3 separate regions of the Hordeum vulgare genome follow, and all the other regions are linked to region 3. A link is a contact called in public Hi-C and HiChIP or PLAC-seq data. All regions are on one chromosome and are shown on one strand. The core of a region is the stretch at or near the end of the contact, and the rest is flanking DNA. Distances in the headings are between cores, read along the strand shown. Region 1 holds the start of LOC123408626. Region 2 holds the start of LOC123407746 (F-box protein At5g07610-like). Region 3 holds the start of LOC123411386 (probable inactive nicotinamidase At3g16190).

Region 1 (4,453 bases), core at 1,516-4,015, 150 kb before region 3:
CAATAAGAAATATGATTGGTTTTACCATTTAGGAGGAGGAGCGGACGTGGTGCAATCAGAGGAACTGAGTAGGGAGCATCAAACTGTGAAGCCATACCAGGTGCTATCTGGTCCCAAACCTGGTAAAAATATGTCAATACACGATCGTGAAACAATTCTAATGGAATGATCAGAAATAAATGTCAAATAAATCAGATAGTCACCTTTCTCACAGCCTCTGCATCTATTTCACTCTTCCCTGAATCAATTCTTGCTTCTACAGGGCAGAGAAAACGACATGGATACTTACATGTAAATGTTCTGAACTGATACAATACATTTCAGTTGTGATCTATATTTTCAATGGCTTGCGCCCAATCTTAAAGAGGATGCATGGTATCTCACCTTCAAATAAAGGCTTAATGCTATCAACTCTAGCTTGCCACATGTCATTATCTATTGCCCATTGAAATCCCTGTAGCCACCACAAAGAGCATTGCTTTACAAGGGACAAATCACAAAACTATGCGCACCCACATCAACAAATTACTGCTGTGTGTACCTGAACACCAATTATTGGAACAACAACACTGTACCGTGTATCCACAAAAGCAGCAAACCATGCATGCATTCCTGTATTCAGCTCCAAATAAAAAAGATAAATTTTCTAGAAGTGAAGTCTATGTATTAATTCAGTGTCATGATGCGATCATGATCTATAATACCTCCAAGTGATTCACCAGTAATCCCTATCCTAGAGGGATCGACATCCTCCCTTGTACTAAGATGATCCCCAAGCTTTATCAAGTCCCACACCTGCACATGTTCCTCACTGAGTATCACAGAAAGCAGGCCTAACATGTTTTGATGTATGATGTACTAGGTCATACAGTAGAAGACAATCATAGGGAGAGAACCAGACCAAGAGAATAAATCCAGAATTCAACTGAAGTGCTGACCCAACTAGTCTAGTTATGGCATCAGTACAGCTGGACTAACACCAACAACAGTGGCTTACCCATCAGGTTAGTTAAAGAGTAGACCACCAAGCATGGCACTGGGCCAGCCCAACTAAAGGCATGTGCCATACATATCCGGTTTGACATTTATTGGTACAGAACCATCCATTTATTACAAAAAATGTTTTGATGGGAAAATTGAACAACACTGTTAAGAGAACTTAAGAACAATCAAAAGATTAACTGTAACAGGTGGAAATACCATACAGTACCGTGTCAAAAATAAAAGGCATAGTGTCCCCATTCTTCCAAGATGATTTCAGTGCCTGTGTTTGAACCACGAAAGTAGGGATGGTCAGTTCAACTGAAATCTATGGATAGAAAACTTCATGAAATCAGTAGCGCACAAAGTAAGTAGATTACGTCTATGTAAGTAGTCTTGCTGCTGGCCCTTTCACCATGATAACGAGAATCGATGGCGACAGCAATATAACCCCTGGAGGCATATGCCTGCAAATGTGCAAGCAAGTTAAGAACACTAACTGGTGCTAAACATTGATGTATACTGCATACGGGCATGCTGGTATGGTTGAAAGAGAAGGAATTTCACCTCAAGCAGTGGACGCAACCATTCCTTGCATTTGTACGAGCTGTGCAGTATTACAACGACTGGCTTCCTTTCAGGAGCAGTGTCATTGAGTTTCAGTAGAAGTACAGGCAGGCGTCCCTGTTCACCTGACTGTTGGGGGGAGAAAAGTGATGAGAAATTCTTCTGTTCAGGGAACAAGAGGCACAATAAAGCCAAGCCAGTGCCCGTTCACTGTAGACTTGACTGGAGCTGGATCTCAGAACCACATTTAATACACCAACTATCAGGCTCTCCAAAAGTGGGTGATTCAGACAGAGGGTCCGAGTGGAAACATGGCGGCAATGTACTAAGCGAAGCACATGCATTGCAATGTCAGCCTGTCTACGACGAGCACTGGCATTGATCTCAAGTATCTTTGGGGTAGCTCAAATGCAGCTGGCTTTCATTGATCTCAAGTTAAACTTGCAGATACGTGGGCAGGCGGTGTGCAGGCGCAATATTCAGAAACAAGCAATGTGCTGCACTGTCTGTACCCACTCCACTTGGCACCTGCGACGAATCGATCGATCGATTGATCGTAGAACTGAGGTATGGGCCAAACAAAGGGTACCTCGGTCATCAGGTAGAAATTCTCTTCGACGAGCTTCTCCTCGAAGTTGTCCACCTCCTTCCTCGGGCACGACTCCATGGCCTGGAAAAAAAGGGATTCAGACACGGTCGAGTCGACCCAGTCGCGTCGATCTGGAAGCTGGAATGTGTTTTGCTCAGATCGACGGAGGGCACTGACCTCTCTCAGCCCCAGAGGCCCGTTGCCTTGGTACAGCGGCTCCTTCACCGGGCTCCCTTGCTCCACGGTCAGAGGCACTGGGGCATTGATCAACTTATTAGTAGGCTGCAGACCCACGGGCGGGCGCGCGGGAGAGAGGGAGAGGGAGGGAGGGGGAGGGGGCCGGCTGACCTTGGCGTTCGCGGCGGCGGCTGAGCAGCACCTCGCGGAACTCCGACCTGAGGTCTCCGGCGGCGGCGGCCATTGGGGCTCCGGTGGCCTCGGTGCGGTCCGCCATGGAACCGGGCGTGGTGGACCTGGAAGTGGAACTGGAGGAGTGGCAGCCGGGCCCCACCGCCACCCCCACGAGGCGTCTCTTCGAGTGGCCGCCCGTCGCGTGGCCGAGGCGAGGCGGGGCCCACATGGCAGCCGCGGCGAGGGCCAGCGCCAGCGCCATGGACCGCCTCAGCAGCATCGACGGCCGATAAGGCGCGAGGGGGCGTGGCGTCCACGTGTTTCGCCAGCTAGCCGGTCGCCGGCGCAGCGTGGGGAGGATGCTCGTGCTCCCTGTTCAAAGTCAACGAGAGAGAGAGGAGCGAATAGTTGGAATGAACAGTGATATCTCATGGATGGAAATTGGGGATATTTATACCGAGTACATGACGGTTTACAAAAAGGGTTGACAAAAGAACAACCGACATGGTAGGAGTATTGATTAATAATTAAATAATTAATACATATTAATTATTCCTAACACTCCTTCTAATCAATTCTTCATCTTGTAAATAGTCATCTTCTTGATAAGAACTTCTTTATAAATAACTTCGTCCTTGAGGATGTTCATCATTCCATCTTGAGAAATCATTGTATAATCTTTAAAGTCTCCTCTAAAAACCCTGTGGGAGAAATATGAGGAGAATAGTGTAGATATGTTGCTAAAACTCTTTTAAACCCTGTGAAAAAAACAAGAAAAAAACGATACAACATATAATGATTATTGTTTCGTGATAACTCATTGAAAAAAACTTATTTTCGAGTTTAGAGAACAATAAATATACCTTGAGTACTTCCTTTAAAAACTCTGATAGGAAAAATAGAAAGTATGACATATGATCTTTGAGCAGATATTTCCTCATTAAAAAAATCATTATGAGAAACTTTGAGAGAAAACTCATAAGGGAAAAGAATGCGATCTCATATGCCATTCAAGACTCCTTCAAAACCCAGTGCGAAAATATAAGGAGAAAATAATATGGCATATATAGACACTTGTGTTTATATTGTCTCGTTAAAAATCTTTTTATAAGACACCATTAGGAAAAAAACTCATCAAGGAAAAAAGAGTACAATATATGCAATCTGATGATTGTTAATAGGTTATAGTTCGGGAGATTACTCCCCCTGAACTTTGCAAATATGGAGGATGTCTCATAGCAATTCCATTGACATGGACATGAGATTGTGTATAATATGTTGGATTATCACAGTATTTTGTTTGCAAATTATTTCCTCACTTTTCTATAACCGTGAGGATAAGTAATTTCTGAGCAATGTGATTTATGATATTGGTCTTCATATTTCTATAGGTATTGAGTAACACAAGTGGAAGTATCTTGATAAATCAAGTTATGTGATTCTCATGAATCTCAACCACATGATTTTGAGTGTGGTTAATCATTCTGCCAAGCCATGCATATTTTGCAATGCTTTTAGATAAATCAATTATGTCAAAATGATAAGTGGAAATAGTAGTTAAAGTCTATTTAGATGACTCTCAGAGAAGACTTTCTAGTGAATTCAGTCGTTGATATGGCATTGCTGAGATCAAATAAAGAGCCAATATAATTACATCATATAATAGTCATGTCTTTTATTTCCTAAAGGGATTGTCCAAGATTTATTGTGAGCTTAAGATATAAGACGATATTCCATATATCAAGCATGTACCTTCTGTTGGGGGTGCACTCTAAACAAACATAGCAAATATGGTGTCAGGCCTGACATAGCTTGCAACCATATGAGTGCTTTGACATTAGTGAGATATAGAACTTCAGGTCTTTATGTCACTTCATTATCAACCCTAGGTGTGTACCTTATCAAAGGTAGTATGACCATACATGTCTTTCGTTGTTATGATATATCCACACTAAACTTCTCGTA
Region 2 (4,185 bases), core at 57-2,556, 170 kb before region 3:
AAATGAATCTATTTAAAATAAAAAATATGACAAGCGCGTCACTCTTGCTAAGACGAGGAGTGATTTTTACAGCATCTCCAACAGGCGCGCTTCGCGCCGCGCCTAAAAAACGAGTTTGCCGCGCGCTGGTCGCCTGGTTTTGCGCGTCGCGCAGCGCTGGCTCCAACAGCCGCGCTATAATGCAGCGCGCGCGCTGGCTCCAGCAGTGCCCAAAAATGCAGCGCGCATAATTTTTTCTAATAAATAGATTGCATTTAAATAAAAAAGATACAAAGTTATTTTACATAGATAGCAACTAGATAGGTAGTTCGAAAACATAGATAGATAGTTCGATAAAGAAAATACTAATCCTAGTCGCTCCAGTCATCTGCACCACCATCATCGTCGGTGTCGTCGGAGGTTGACAGCCAAATGTCAAACCAACGTTCATCTTCTTCAGTGAAGAAGGACCTCCCGCCTGCATTGACGAGGTCGGCCTGCGCACACGCCAAAGCCTTCCGACGACGTCTATCCAACCGCTCCTCGCGGCGCCGGCGCGTGTCCTCCTCGCGGCGCCGTTTCCAGTACTCCTGCTCGTAGGCGACGTCTTCCGGGTGGCGCCGGCGCCACTCCACCATGACCCGCTCGTCCTCCTGGGCGACGAGGAGGCGGCGCTGCAGCGCAGTGTGCTCCGCACGGTCTTGTGCGGAGTTTAGACGAGGTGGCGGGGCCAGGTCTAATGCCTGCTGGAGCGTGCGGACGTCGGGGAAATTCATCTGCAGTCGCGGCCTGCCTAGGCGCCACGCCGCCGCGTCGAACGCGCGGGCGGCCTCGTGCGCCGTGTCGTAGGTGCCGAGGCTCAGCCGTAGATCGCCGGAGCGTATCTCGACGTAGAACCCGCTGTTGGGGCGCTCGCGAACGCCGCGGTAGCCCGACGCAGACCGGCGGCGCGGCGGCATGGTGGCTCGTCGTCGGCGGCGGCGGCGCGAGAGGGAGAGAGAGCGCGGCGCGAGAGGCAGGGAGAACGCGGCGGCGGCGCGAGTGACAGAGGAAGAGAGAACGCGGCGCGAGAGGCAGGGCAGCGCGCTGCCTTTTATGGGCGCTCGGGCTGCCGCCTTTTCGCGCGCGCTAGCGGTTCCCGCGCGCACGGTTTTCCCACCGCCGCTGGAGCGCGCATTTCAGTCCCGCACGCGGTAAACTGCCGTTTTTTAGCGCGCGCCTTTTTGCGCGGCTGTTGGAGTGATCTTAGTGAGTGATTTCAGCGACCTACGCATTAAATAGGAGCCAAGACCGTAGAACGGCTGAAGCGCAGGCTGAAAGAAAGACATAAGCCCAACACAGCAACACAAAAGCCCAACACAGCAACACTCCTCTTCCCCCATTCACTCGGCCTGTCATCCATTTCCACTCCACACCGCAGCCAGACCCTCGCCGCCGCGCCGCCAGATCCTCGCCGACGGGGACGGGAGCACCTCGGACGGGCTCCCTCGCCGCCACTCTCTTCTCGGCCGGTACGTACGCCACGTTCTTCGTAGATCCTCTCTCCCTTCCTTCGTGCTGCCCTCACCGATGTCGATGGATCTGCAATCTCTCCTCCTCCGCCCCCGTTCGCAGGTTGACCGCCTCCTCTCCCCGCGGCGATGGCAGACGGGCGGCTGAATCCAGCGGACAAGCTCACCGAAGACCTCCTCGTCGAGATCCTGTCGCGCGTGCCGTACAAGTCGCTGTGCCGCTTCAAGTGCGTCTCCAAGCGGTGGCGCGGCATCATCTCCCACCCCGACCACCGCAAGGCGCTGCCGCAGTACCATCTCCATGACCTCGCCGGCTTCCTCTACTCGAGCGACGTCGACAAGGCTGGCTGGTTTGGGCGGCCTGTATCTGCTCACAATTTCACGGGTGTCTCTGTGGGAACCCGCCCTCCTGTCCGCCCTTCACTCCCCTTCCTGCCTGACTGCGAGCAATTCCACCTTCTCGACAGCTGCAACGGCCTGCTCCTCTGCCGCCGCTTCCAGGCCTTTGGTTCGGAGGCATTTGATTACGTGGTGTGCAATCCTGCCACGGAGAAATGGGTCGCCCTGCCCGGCTTCTTCACCAAGATGCAGACAGCTCGCTTGGGGTTCGACCCGGCTGTTTCCTCGCACTTCCATGTGTTCCGTTTCGTGGAGGATGGATACGTCAAAGGGGTAGAGATCTACTCGTCCAAAACTGGGGCCTGGAGTCACAATGAATGCCGCAGTTGGATCTTCCCAACAAGTATAGTCCATGAATCCAAAAGTGTTTTTTTCAATGGTTTGCTGCATTTGCTCGCCGTCGAGTCTGTGGTGGTGGCAGTGGATGTGGAGGGAACTACTTGGAAGGTTATTCCTACACCACGCCCTGGCCCCGGTGTTGATGTCGGGTTCATTGATCTGTCTCAAGGGCGTTTATATCTGGCAAGATGTGATCCGCACCGTGAGTACAAACTATCAATCTGGGTTCTCGAAGACTACGACAGTGAAGAAGACTACAATGAAGAAGACTACGGTGATGAACGCTTCGGCAGTCAAGTGTGGGTCTTGAAGCACAGTGTCAGGTGTTTGAATCTATTTGGAGTGAAGGATGTCCAGGTGAGAGACCAGTACCATATTGTCGCCCTCCACCCACAACAAAACACGATTTTCTTGGTTTATGAGCATGACAAAGTACTCATGTCTTATGAAATGGATAGTGGGAAAGTGCAGTTCATCACCGATCTTGGACCTGATTCCGTGGAGCCCTATCTTCCTTATGTAACCTTGTACTCGAAGGAATTGGCAGATTGGAACTGATAGTCTGGCTTCCATATCGCTGTTCCATTGTCGGCCTTTCAGGTAGCGTTCAATCATAGGACCCTAGTATTATCAGCAGCTATCCGGTTACATCTTTCTGATGTTCTGTTACTCCTCTTTTGTTGTCGAGTGTGCTCTGCGTTGTAACCTCACTTTATGGGTCTATCTATTCCAGATAACTTAGTAATGCTACCTGCTTATCTTATGTAAACATATATGTTTATGGTTGCTATCAGCAAACACGCAACAGCTTTACCTATTTAACTTTATGGGCCTATCATTTATTTGTACCATGGTTGCTGTTTCTGATGTCCCTCTTATATTGTACTTATCTGTATTCTTTGTTGAAACTTGTTGTGCACTTTAGGTATGTAACTCTATGTGCGGTAAAACATCGGAGGGAATTTCTGTTCTATTCTTCCTGTCATTGTAGTGGACAGTAGAGCATGTGAGTTTATGTTCCTTTGCTCCTGTCAATGGTGAAATGATCAGCACTAGTGAAGCCTATTATCTTTTGTTAGATGCAGTTTAGTCTGGAATTTACAGCATCATATATTTACAGATATTTTTATTCCATCAATAAAATAGCTTGATTCACTCTGTCATATTCAGTTCCAGTGTTGGTTCCTAAGTCTAAAACTAACTTTTTTGTCGATTTGATCTAGAAAATTGCCTGATTCACTTCCTGCTGTATTTAGCTGCAATGCCTGATCTTCGCCAGCAGATGCCTTGAACTGTCGTTTATTATATGACAGGATGATAGGTAGTACAATCCTTTTTTCGGATGCGTCTACAGTATATTCATCTAATTTATATCGGGGTAATTAGAGTAGACCACTCTGAACTTTTAGCCTCCATGCGCCCTGGCCTTGTCCCTGCTGGTGCCTCAGGTCTAATGGGTGTTAAATAACAGACCTTGCAGATAGCGTTCATCGATTGTAATTTTTTGTTGATAGCTTACCAAGCTGAAATCCAAGGTGCATCCCGATCCTATGAGAGCAAGCAATCAAAACATGTCTGGTCCGATCGCCCTCACGACGGGCAATCGGAACGTTCGATCATCTCCACAATGGACGTTTGAACCGTCCTCATAATGTCGAGGAAACTCGGTTGCGAGTAAACCACAAGGCGAAGGTCGAAATGCTGTAACCTCTTTCAAGTGAGGTGACCAAACCCAGAATCCATCTTCGGGTCTGAGCACACTGAACTATCCATGTGGCAAACTGCCAATGGTATTGCTCTCTAGTTTTCTTCATGAAAAATGATGGGAGTTTCTCTGGAAATATTATGCAAAAAAAGACCAATCCTATTCTCCTCATTGGCCTACGAAGCTCCAAATTGTAGGACATTACTGCTATCTATCTTGTAACCAAGCAAACCCTAACACCACACACATAGG
Region 3 (4,800 bases), core at 581-3,080:
TTGTCTTCACTAACTTGTAGTCGCCTTCTTTGATAAAAAGCCCATCAGCCAGCTCTGCACCTTTCAAACCTTTCACTGTTGGACCCTTTCCTCCAGAGTACAAGTGTCTGCGAAAAAGTTCAACATCTCTTCCAGAAGGGTCATGCTCTCTGACAACCTACATAGTAAAGTTCATTGTCAATCAATACCCAGACTCTAAGAATGGTGACAGTGCCTAGACATCCAAATTACTAGAAACCACGCTAGTTGGTGAAGAAAATAGGGGAAAGTGTGATTACACAAACAGAGGCTAAGCTTGCAGATTGCAATATTCATGATCAAATTAGTATCACAAAGCATGTTTAGCAGAATTTAGAACGGAATGTGCTTCAGTACAACCAATAGGAAACTGATGAATACCTTGCACACACACCACAATGAAGCAAAAGAGGTTATTCCAAAATTGACAATGTGTGCGCTGCATAATACCAGAATTGAGACCATGCTAGCTGGAGTATTCATTTTGCATCAGATTTTAAAATAACACCAAACCATTACAAACATCTGACAACACTCAACTTTCTACTTTATCTAGAAAGAAACAAATAAGGCATACCAACAAGTCAACAAACCACTTAATTCAGCGACCCTCAAATGCCCTGATTGGAAACTTTGATTAGAGAGAATAATACGACTATTGTGTCACGTTCGTGATACATGGCGAAATGTGGAATGTTATCATGTCATTTGGTGCCCTACATGAAACAGTAAAACAGAAAGGGAATTGTTCGAACTTGTAACCGAATCAGGGTAGAGGCCAAAGCCAAATACCTCACCATCTGTCAGCAATTTAATGATTAAACAAGAACAATCACTTTTATGATTAAAAAACGTTGAAGAAGAAATACGGCTAGTAACTTGTGCAAAGCAGGACATTCATCAAAAATAAAAAAACAAGTGAGTGGATTCTGGGAAGAGCGAAGGTCTCATCCTGCAGCAGACAGTTGTTGAACTTGACAAGGAAAATAGTAGGACTTCTACATTATTAGAACACAAGGGGGATTGCAAGGCTAATCGAACTTAACCAGCAAAACAGGAACCGTAGCGCCACGCCGGTAAGAGATTACACAGAACACGTATTAGAATGGATCGCTCCCAAGAAATTAGAGGCCCGTATTGCATAGAAAGAAATCAGAGAATAGGCAAAGCGGCACTAGAAAAGAGGAGCGGTAATTACCCAGACGACGAAGATGCCGCGCTCCCGCGCCACGGCGACGGCCTCAGCGACGGCGGGGACGACGGCCTCGCCGCCGGCGACCAGCACCGGGCTGCCCATCGCCGGGTCCACGAAATCCTTCTGCGACAACCCACAAGCAGGCAGGTCAGGCGACCCACCGAACAAGGAATCCCGAACAAAAGCTGGATTCTTTCCTCACAACAAAGGAAATGAAATGAAGGGGGGGGGGGGGGGGGGGGGGAAGGGGAACGGCCCGGATCGAGAGAGGAACGGAGGGCCCGCACGCACCTGCATGTCGATGACGAGCATGGCCGTCTCGCTCCACTTGCCGGCGGCCGCCATGGGTCGGTGCGGCCTGAAGGGGCTGGTCGGGATCCGGGGGATTATGCTGCCGCCGCCGCCGGAGAGCCAGCGCCTCTTGAGGTAGTGGAGGAGGAACTTGTCGAGGGAGAGGACCAGCACCAGCAGGCACGACAGCAACGCCAGATGCGAGGGCATAAATCGCGCCCGCGAAAGAAGAAAAAACCGCGGTAAGAATCTTCTTCCTTCTTTTTTATTAATCCATGGGGAAGCACTGTTTGAATGATTTTTGTGGAGAGGAATTCGGACGACGCGTGGGATGGGAGAGAGGGAGAGGGTTTGGTCGGAGAGTGGGTGTGGGCGCACCGGGGGAGGTTGAACGGAGGTTGGAGTTGGACGCTGACAGTACCACCAGACGCATCTGTTTGGATTGTGGGAGATGCTTTGCTTGGCAAGGAATATTGGCTTTGGCCATTCCCTTTTTTAGAGAGAGAATTTTTCAATTTATTCATGGCGCGTGCTACGGATCAACCGATTGATTTTCCTTGGTAGCCGTACAATAAGATGCTACCAGCCGCACGATGAGACGCTCCCCATGGTTGCAGCTTCGTGGCACCGGCGACGCTCCCTTGCAGCGCCGGTGGAGCTTCAACGCAACACCGACGCTCTGGCCAAGCTTCATTGCAGCCTCGGCGAAGCTCCAACGCAGCGCTGACGGGTTCGATGAAGCTCCATCGCAACTCCGGTCGAGTTTCATTGAAGCCCTGACGGAGCTCCAACGCAACGTCGACGGCTCCGACGAAGCTCCATGACAACTCCGGCCGAGCTCCATTGCATCCCCGACCGAGCTTCAATGCAGTGTCGACGGCTCCGACGAAGCTCCATGGCAACTCCAGCCGAGCTCCATTGCAGCCCCGGCCGAGCTCCAGTGCGGCCGCAAAAGAAAATAGCAGCTGTTGCGACATGTGCAGGAGGCCGTGGTCGCTGTTTTTCTCCAGAAATCGCAGCAGCGGTGCGCGGTGGTGCGGTGGTCGCAGGCTCATAGCAGACAGCGGAGAATGGGGACGAAGGAAAAGATGGGAAGGAGGGATTAGCGTGTGGAGGAGAAAATGGGCGAAGAGATAAGGTCATCTTGGGGAAGTGGTGGATGGTCCCAGAGGGCACGTGTCAAGCAGCGCGAGCGGCTTATGATTCTTCGTTATCATCCGGTAAATTTAAAACGTTTTAGTACATAGAAGATGGGAAAAAATTTCTGATCAACTAACAAATCCTGCGCTAAATGTCCACCGTCTTTTTTTGTACGTCACGTGCCCACGTGAGCGTGCACCACTGCTTTCATTTTTTTCTTATCTCCAATGAACATACCACATCTACATCTTCTTCCCCAACTTGTTCTCCTACCTCCTCCAGTGCATTAAACCATATGTCGTTGCTACGTCACTCACCCCTCCTCTTCTCCTCCCTTCTCCTTTCTCACTTTCCTCTGCGAAGCATGTCGCTGTCGGAGCACCGTCGTCACCGTCCTGGAGGAGCACCGGTGTGGACAGGCATGGTTGTCGCTTTCTCAAGGTCAGCTGCAAAAGCTGGTACCGCGCAAAACAACAGTTCCTGCAACAACGACGTTGTTGCAATGGCACCTGGGACGCGGTGAAGTTATGTGCTTTGTTGAATAAAATTGCAACAAGGGGTTTGTTGCATGAATACGAAGAAGAGGTCAGAGATGTTGTTGTCAATTTTGCAACAATGTTCTTTTTGCAAGAATACAACGAAGAGGTTGGACATATTGCAAATTTTGCAACTGAGATCTTGTTGCAGGGATTATGTTTGCAACAAGAGTCTTGTTGCACAAAAAAAAGAGAATAAGTTTTCCAACTGGGATCTTGTTGCAGGAACGAGCTTTGCAACAAGGCGCTTGTGGTAGAAAAATAGAAAAGAGGAACGAACGAGATCTTGTTGCAGGAATTATGTTTGCAACAAGAGTTTTGTTGCAGAAAAAATGAGAACAAATTTTGCAACTGAGATCTTCTTGTAGGAATGAGCTTTGCAACAAGGCGCTTGTGGCAGAAAAATAGAAAAGAGTAACGGACAACTCAATCGGACGGCATATATGAGGTGGCAGATCTTTAAAAAGATCCACCGACGGACGCATAGCAGGCCTCATAGAACATCAAAAGTAACGGAAATTACAATCATGTTTGTGGACCACCTTGCGACGACTACAAATACTCACTACAGAAATCTACTTCTTTGGCGTCTGCCATAGCGGACGACAAAGGTCCACTCCACGGACGGCAAAGACCTTTGTCGTCCACCATGAGTATGTGGAGCTCTTACTTAGTCTTTGCGTTGAAATTGTTTGACGACTGAGAATATAAATTGTTAAGTTTTAAGGGAATGCATTGTTTGAACCATGACGTGTGTATTGATTGCTACTCTATCATGAGAAGTTTAATGAGAAAAGTTGCTGGTTAGGATGCTAGAAAAGTGACTGAAACTATTATTGATCAAAATTATATACTATGCTAGCATTCGCACTTCATAAATTACTACTTTTATCATTTACTTACTCGAGGACGAATAGGAATTAAGCTTGGGGATGCTGATACGTCTCCAACATATCGATAATTTATGAAGTATTCATGTCATATTCACCTATGTTTAAAATACTTTTATATGGTTTTGATGCATTTTATATGATTTAATTAGAACTAACCCAGACTGACACTGTTTTCAGCATAATTATCTTGGTATTTTTATGTAAAAAATAGAAGTTCTCGGGACCGCACAAAACTTTTTGACAATTCTTTCTGGACAATATGAGAAATACCGGAGCGAAGGACCACCGCACGTGGGGCACCTGTGGGCCACAAGCCAAGAGGGCGCGCCCTGTTAGCTTGTGGGGCCCATGTGGCTCCAATTGACGTGATTCCAACATTGAAAGTTCCTATAAATCGAGAAACACCCGAAAGTTAACCTATAACTTCCACTCCGCCGCCGCAACTCTCTGGGAAGAAGAAATCTCATCCAAAGCCCTTTATGGTACCCTGTCGGATGGAGCAATCATCAACGGAGGCCATCTTCATCATCCCGGCGGCCACCGTGAAGAGGAGGGAGTAGTTCGCCCTCTGGGCTGAGGGTATGCACCAATAGCTATATGTTTGATCTCTCTCTCCCTCTCTCCATCTCTCTCTCTCTCTCTCTCTCGTGTTCTTGAAATATCACGATCTTGATGTATCATGGGCTTTGTTAATATAGTTGGATCATGTGGTGTTCGTCCCTTGCTA

What was found. Hi-C and Micro-C count contacts between places; a contact is called where the count stands out from the background. HiChIP or PLAC-seq counts read pairs in DNA pulled down with a chosen protein or histone mark.
Region 1: a contact with region 3 is called in a Hi-C map of leaf, with 2.9 times the contacts expected there. The contact joins the promoter of LOC123408626 here to the promoter of LOC123411386 in region 3. A contact is called at or near these places in 4 of 6 Hi-C or Micro-C datasets (leaf and seedling).
Region 2: a contact with region 3 is called in an H3K4me3 HiChIP or PLAC-seq map of embryo, with 5 times the contacts expected there. The contact joins the promoter of LOC123407746 here to the promoter of LOC123411386 in region 3. A contact is called at or near these places in 2 of 6 Hi-C or Micro-C datasets (both in leaf) and 1 of 1 datasets of contacts at active chromatin or transcription factors (embryo).

The regions. Positions count from the first base shown.
Region 1 is chr7H:45,889,897-45,894,349 of MorexV3_pseudomolecules_assembly, reverse strand. It overlaps LOC123408626, which reads right to left and starts at 2,765. Exons shown (of 13, transcript XM_045101686.1): 1 at 2,486-2,765; 2 at 2,315-2,391; 3 at 2,138-2,218; 4 at 1,549-1,677; 5 at 1,362-1,448; 6 at 1,211-1,264; 7 at 705-795; 8 at 542-612; 9 at 385-454; 10 at 204-256; 11 at 98-119. The coding sequence starts at 2,750.
Region 2 is chr7H:45,909,210-45,913,394 of MorexV3_pseudomolecules_assembly, reverse strand. LOC123407746 (F-box protein At5g07610-like) reads left to right here and starts at 1,306. Exons shown (of 2, transcript XM_045100948.1): 1 at 1,306-1,490; 2 at 1,594-3,050. The coding sequence starts at 1,620. The coding sequence ends at 2,786.
Region 3 is chr7H:45,735,439-45,740,238 of MorexV3_pseudomolecules_assembly, reverse strand. LOC123411386 (probable inactive nicotinamidase At3g16190) reads right to left here and starts at 1,830. Exons shown (of 5, transcript XM_045104323.1): 1 at 1,505-1,830; 2 at 1,217-1,336; 3 at 1-157. The coding sequence starts at 1,714.